Regions from separate parts of the Hordeum vulgare genome. Here region 2 is linked to region 1. A link is a contact called in public Hi-C data. All regions are on one chromosome and are shown on one strand. The core of a region is the stretch at or near the end of the contact, and the rest is flanking DNA. Distances in the headings are between cores, read along the strand shown.

Region 1 (3,343 bases), core at 254-2,753:
CCTAATGGCACTCTAAAAAACGCTCCAACTCTGGTGTTAGAAGTGAGGCAAATACCATGACAAACACATGCATGTTCTCTAGTGACTTGTTCAATGGGCGAACTTGTCACTTGCTGATGCAACCCGTGAAGATGCTCGCTTCATGGAGTATACATTTCCGAAGTTCTTTTGTCACTCTATTGAAGCATATGACGCTCTGCCGGTACAACCGCGAGGGCATGTCGTTTGTCAATAGGATGGCTATATATGCGAGACCATATACTAAACCTAGCGAACTATTGAATTATATTGGGTTAAAGGAAGAACACTTGCATGTATTGCTTCAGTTATTCGACAACCGAGCTTGCTCCATCGCCTATTACTATCACTCGGCGACTCAAATCATCTCATACACTATTTACCTCCACTTACTGTTAATACTTTTTTCGGGAATACACAAGCAAGGTATCATTTCATTAATAGGTAGAAAAGCAGCGGGCACATAGTGATAGATACAAGATTCGTACACTAGAGGGGCGAGGATGTATCTACATGCGAGCAGTAGAGAGAATGAGGTTGCTCAGCCTCGAGAGGAAAACTAGACGTCTAGGGCGGATCATATGGGGATATTGTCGCCATCCCTCTCGCGCCAGCCAGGGCCGAAAGTCTAACTTCGTCTAGGATTGTCTAGACCAGGTGTACGACGGAGGATCGAGCGTTGTCAAACACACACGAGTTCACGAGGATGCCGAGGGAGGCCACGCCTTTGCGCAACGACGTAGGAGAGGCAGTCGTGGCAGAGTTCCATCAGTCCATGAACCTGTCAGCAACCATCGGGATGGAAGTAGTAAGCCTTCAAGCGGCCATGACACTGTTCCAAACCTCTAGAGAAGGGTCGGCGTTTTGCAGCTAAAGCCAATGCACCCGAAGTGCAATACCTCCACGCTCAAGGTCCCGTACGCGATACAGTTGAGGTGAAGAGGCACACACACCTTACGCCAGTAGTACTGTTTACCGCGTAAGTAAGATGCATATCAAAGAGTACATGGCTGAAACAAACACATACTTTTAAAGTTGAATGTATACAACATCGCCATCATTGCCAAATACTGTTTAGCGTTTACCACGTAAGTAAGATGCATATCAAAGAGTCAGGTTGTGGCTACGGTTGGGCATTCGATTAATTCTGCATTTTTTTCGTACATGGCTGAAACACACACGTACTCTTATGCCTTGTTTGAATTAGCGTGTTTCTTTCTAATACACTTGTAAAATATACACGCCTCCACCGTTCGGTTTTGTTTCCGGCCAAAAATCAATTATGACCGATAAAAATATACCTGTAAATATGATAGTACCGCTCGCCGGCCGGAGTCCGGTTGCACTGCACCAGTGCGTGCGCAAACAGGACTCGCGTACGGCCGCGCCGCCCACGTGCGGCCCGACGAAGAAACACACGGCCACCAGAACGCCACGTAGGACGCGCCATTACCATAAAGCCCCCCGAAAACTACCAGCCCCGGTGCAAGACTCTTCACGCGCAGCGAAACCGACCTTTTTCCAGGGGGCAAATCGAAAAGTCCACTTCCTAAATTTCCCGATCCCCTTGAACCCTACCTGCCGCCCGCCCCCCGGTCGCCCGCCCCCAAATCCTCATCCGATTCCACGCCGCAAAACCTCCCCAGATCGGCCTCCGGCGCTCGCCAGGCACGCCTCGACCGCGGCCCCGGGCCGCTCCGTATACCCTCGGACTCGTTCGCGCTCGGTCCGGATCTGGGGGGAGGAACTCGGCTGATTCCTAGGGTTCCTCCGTTCTCGGCGCGCCACGCGGGTCCATGAATCCCATGGGGTACCGCCCCTATGATAGCAGCGGTGAGTCGCCTCGAATCGACGTGTTCTTTCTTTTGGCCGCGTGAGCTTGGCCGGGCGGAAAAAGCTCAATTATTTCACGTAGCTTGTTGGATTCCTGGAGGAAAAACACCTGGAGGAGATTGGCATAATTTATGCGTACGAAATATTACCTAATTATGAGAGTAGACAAGTATAAATTGTTCCTCTTGCTTTCTAGCAAAGCTGAGCGCATAAGATAGCTGAAAATCTGATGAATTTATCGAACAACGTGTACATTTGCACGGCCCTGAAGAGGCAGGAGCATAAAGTAGTTCCTTTTGCTAAACCCTTGGTACTGCAGATTGAGATTACTTGATAAATAAGGCTCCAGTCTTCCCTAAGCAGTTGTTGGCTTCTGGAACCTCTTGCCAATTTGTGAATTCGTCATGGTTGGCGTGGCAGTCGCTTGACGCCGTATTCCACAAATTGTTAACAGCGTCTTTTATGACCTTTGAGTTGCTTTTGTGTTATCATGACTTGCAGTCAAAATGTGCATTTGATTATTGATCCCCAGCCCTGAATCAACATGTTATTTTCACTTTAGACCGAGTAAACTTGGACGGGCGGAAAGGTTTCATTCTTTCGCATGGCTTGTTAGATTCCTGTAGGAAAATATCTGGAGAAGATTGGCATACGTTATTCCCAAATAATTGGAATACCCACCAAGTATAAATTATGTCTCTCTGCTTTCTAGCAAAGCTGAGCCGATAGATAATTTAAATTTGTTAAATTTGCCAAACAATGTGTACATTTGCATGGTCCTGGAGAATACGAGCATAAAGTAGTCCCTTTTGCCAAACCCTTGGTACCGCAGATTGATTACTTGATAAATAAAAATCCAGTCGCCCCTTTGCAGTTGTGAGCTTCTCGAACCTCTTGCCAAATTGTGAATTCGTCATAGTTGGCTTGTCAGTCGGTTGACCCTGTATTCCGCAAATTATGAACATCATTTTTTATGACCTTGGATGAGGTGTGTTCGTGTTATGAGGACTTGCAGGCTTGCAGCTAAATTGTGCATCTGAATATGCCGCATTATTGATTCCTCGCTCTTGCTTGCAGGGACGGATGATGATCTCCCCTCGTCACAAAATAGAGGACCAAGAGGACGATCTTTCAGTGGGAATGGGAGAGCATCAGCCGGACCGTTTCCTTATGCAAGGCCACACAATGATTTGGAGAGCGAAGTACATTTGGTTGAGCAAGAGGCTTACACTGGTGTTCTTAGGGCATTCAAAGTTCAATCTGATGCGTTGTCTTGGGTGATTATCCGCACACTGAAATTAATGGCTACATTTTCAGTAACCACTGCTTGTTCTGCTGCTGATTTCAGCTGAAAATTATTACTCATGCTTGTGTGCAGGAAAAAGAAAGTCTGATTTCTGAACTCAGGAAGGAACTGAGAGTTTCTGATGAGGAACACAGGGAGCTATTAAACAAGGTTAATGATGATGGGGCCATCCGTAGAATGAGGTCT
Region 2 (3,343 bases), core at 312-2,811, 320 kb after region 1:
GATTGCCAAAGACAAATAAAAGTATATCTACCACTAATATCAGCTAATCAAGGATAAAAAAATTCTGGTTTCTTGGTTTCTTGAATACAAATAAACTCTAGAGCATGCTCAGAAATGTTTTCTTAAGAACCTTCTCTTTCCAGGTGCTCCTAAACCCTAGCATTCTAGAAAGTACCAGTCACAAAAAATTATACTTATTTGTAGCATATTTAACATCTGGCTTGACACTGAAACCACCAAACAAGTATGCTTGAGTTTGGGTTTAAATAAAGAAGATAAAAGGATTAGTTCATCTCTATGTTCTTCATCGTTGTCAGGTTGTTTTGACTCTACATCATTATCTTTCATACTATTCTTTTTTTCTCACACTCGCAAAAAATAAACCGCAACTAGTTTTTTCTAAACCATTGATCATAGAAATAGTGCTATTCGAGTCTATTCTGTAAGGAGGTAATGAGTTGGTATATTTTCTAACTTTCAATTTTTTTATTGACAGGTTTTGAGACAGCTTACTGTTCGTGCCATATCATAATCTGCGCCAAACATTCGTTATGTCTATCATTTTTTTCTCCTGTATACCACTATTCCAAACGAACTCAAAAAACTTGAAACTTGGCCATGTACACCGAGACTTATTTATTTCTGTGTGCCTGATTTTACAAACTATACAGACAAAACTGTCCTACAACTAATCCAACTATACGACAATCAAATCCTGAAAAAAAACCAACCAATGGCTACCTCACAACGAACAGGGCGATCACAAGAACGCCGAAAGAATGAATCACTGGACGGAGGACACGGCGGCGCGCGCGAGCCTGCAGGCGCCGATGGCCGGCCCGGCGGCTCTCCACGGCGCGCCCTCCTCCGCCTTCCACAGCCCGTCGTCGAAGTTGCGCGCGTAGCCCTCGGAGTCGTACCCGCACCCGGCCGCCACCCTCCTGCCGCGCCAGCTCCTAGTCCTCCCCCGCGCCCGCACCAGCATGCCCCTCGCCGGCGCCCACCGCCCGCGCCGCGCGGCGCACAGCCGCGCCAGCCCGCGCATCAGCGCCGCCCACGCCCCCCCTCCGCCGCCGCGGCGCCCGCTCCCGGCGGCGGGGCTCGACAGCCTCTCGTACGACGTGGCGCCCATCACAAGCTCACAACCGACCGACCGACAGGAAGCCTTCCTCTCCGCGGCTCGTGCGACGGATGACAGTACGCGGTGGCGGCAACGCTGTAGGTAGGTTGGACTCGCGGTCGCGGGCGGTTTTATAGGCGTGGCGCCAATGGTGACGGAGGAGGAGGACGGACGCGCGTTTCCGTCGGGGGGGTGTCGTTCGAGAGCGTTTCCATGGCGCGTTCGGCCGAGCTGGGCCGCGGGGCCCGGAGGACGACGACCGTTTCTCCGCTCCCCTGCCCAGCTGCCAAATGGGCCAGCCGTTGATGGCGCTCCAAGGCTAAACAGTAAACAAACGGCTGTTCCCCAAGCTGGATTTTTTTGGTACTACTATCTCAAGACGCGTGTGCGTTTGTAACTTTGTATAAATAAACAAAGTGGCATAAAGTGCTGTGGAACACAGGCTGTTGGTCACATTCGGTGGACTAAACCGAGCAATGTGCTGCACTACGCTTTGTTTGCAAGCAAATTTCCAGGAGTAGCCCAGAAGATTTGCCAGTTTCCGTAGCTGTTAAGAACGGGGAGCTTATAGTTAATTCATTATTAAGATGATACTACTATATAAGTTGGCAGGAATATCAGGAGGCTGTCATGGCCGCTGACAGTTTCTTAGCGCCCAATTAGCTGGAACACCGACACAACCTGATATGCCAATGCTGGCCTAGAAGATTTTTTTTTTCTGAGGGATGGCATAGAAGAAAGCAAGGAGAAATATTGGAGAATTAATACTGGAACATTCGTACCGCCAGCACTGAGCTGGTCTAGTGGTTAACGACTTGCTAGCATAGCATATCTGGGCCTGGTATGGTGGTACCAGACAAGACAATGACAACTGACAGGCGAGCTTCTTCCATCAGCTCAGTCACATTTGCAGCAGTTGCACTTGCACACCATCCATAAGGCACATAACGAAAATCTTTGGCTAGCTATGCATTTTATTACCCCCATTTCAGAATTCCCTGTACAGAAAGAATTCAATTTGAATCGGAATCAAGCCCAACGTTGCTGATTTGGTACACAGATCTACCCCTAGTTCAGTACACGGCTGTCTCCACGGCGCCTCGTTCGTCCGTCACTTCTTCGCCTTGGAGAAACGAAGGCACCTGTACTTCTCGCCGCTCACGGTGATCTCGAGGGCTCCGTCCTGGTTGTCTTGGTTGGAGGCGGTTCCCATGAGGACGCTTTTTTCCTTCTCCAGGTTCTCCTTCTCCATCTTCAGCCTCGCCTCTTGCCGAGCGATCTCAGCCTGTCAAAGATGAGTAGTCTGTCAATCAAGCAATGATGAGAAGACGCTGCTGGTGTTATCGTTTCATTTGGGAAGGAATGGATACGTTTACAGTTATCGATCAGGAACTCTTCACTTTTCGTCTGTCGAAAATTCTGTTTAAAGATTATAAGAAGGTCCTGTTTATGTCTGGTTCTAACACAGTTCAAATAAATGTCTGAGAGAACAAATGTGCACTTAACTCATCTTGCTCCTAATATGACAAAATATAATCACCGTGACAGGGCTCACTACCCTAATATCAAGCCAAAAATCATTCAAAATGAACTAGACAGCATAAATAATAAAGCACAACAGTTTCTCTATTAGAAACCTTGTTGCAGTCAGAAAGATAACTATTAATGAATTCGCATTCTCCCTGGACATTTTTTGTGCAATGTTGGACATCCGTAATTTTTTTTAAGATGCACAAGATACTCTAAAATCGTGTATACTGACCACATAAGCCATGGCTTTTTAATCAATTAACCGGATAGTGCTCAGAATATGACAAGACACCACCACATCTTTCTGACACCACAACAGCCCAACATATGCTTGCATTCTACAAATACTATTCAGTATTTCTATGAGTTGCTGGCCAGATCGGAATCCATAGACACAAGCACAACATGCTGATACATGACAACATTAGCAACACCAGTGAAAAACATGTAGGAAAACAAGGGTGCATTCAACTTTAGTAGTCAATTTCCCACAAAGAGGAAAAAACTTCAGCAGTGAATCAACAGGAGAGGCATATATCGTTGGCTGGTGGCCTAGTGCTAGTCGTGCAAGAAAGCAGATAAGAGCACTTCGGTCAGAAGGAATCCCAAATATGAACTGAGCCACAGGCTTCAAGAAATTTACTGTTCTCTCACAACAACATAGTTGTGAGAATACTAATAATAAATTAAAGC

What was found. A called contact is a pair of places that touch in the nucleus more often than the background predicts.
Region 2: a contact with region 1 is called in a Hi-C map of seedling, with 6 times the contacts expected there. The contact joins the promoter of LOC123398468 here to the promoter of LOC123399416 in region 1. A contact is called at or near these places in 4 of 6 Hi-C or Micro-C datasets (leaf and seedling) and 1 of 1 datasets of contacts at active chromatin or transcription factors (embryo).

Annotation. Positions count from the first base shown.
Region 1 is chr5H:478,907,727-478,911,069 of MorexV3_pseudomolecules_assembly, forward strand. It overlaps LOC123399416 (protein EMSY-LIKE 3-like), which reads left to right and starts at 1,504. Exons shown (of 10, transcript XM_045093828.1): 1 at 1,504-1,851; 2 at 2,929-3,128; 3 at 3,230-3,339. The coding sequence starts at 1,815.
Region 2 is chr5H:479,226,668-479,230,010 of MorexV3_pseudomolecules_assembly, forward strand. It overlaps LOC123398468, which reads right to left and starts at 1,562. Exons shown (of 1, transcript XM_045092936.1): 1 at 603-1,562. The coding sequence starts at 1,132. The coding sequence ends at 785. It overlaps LOC123399433, which reads right to left. Exons shown (of 2, transcript XM_045093841.1): 2 at 2,066-2,405. The coding sequence ends at 2,232.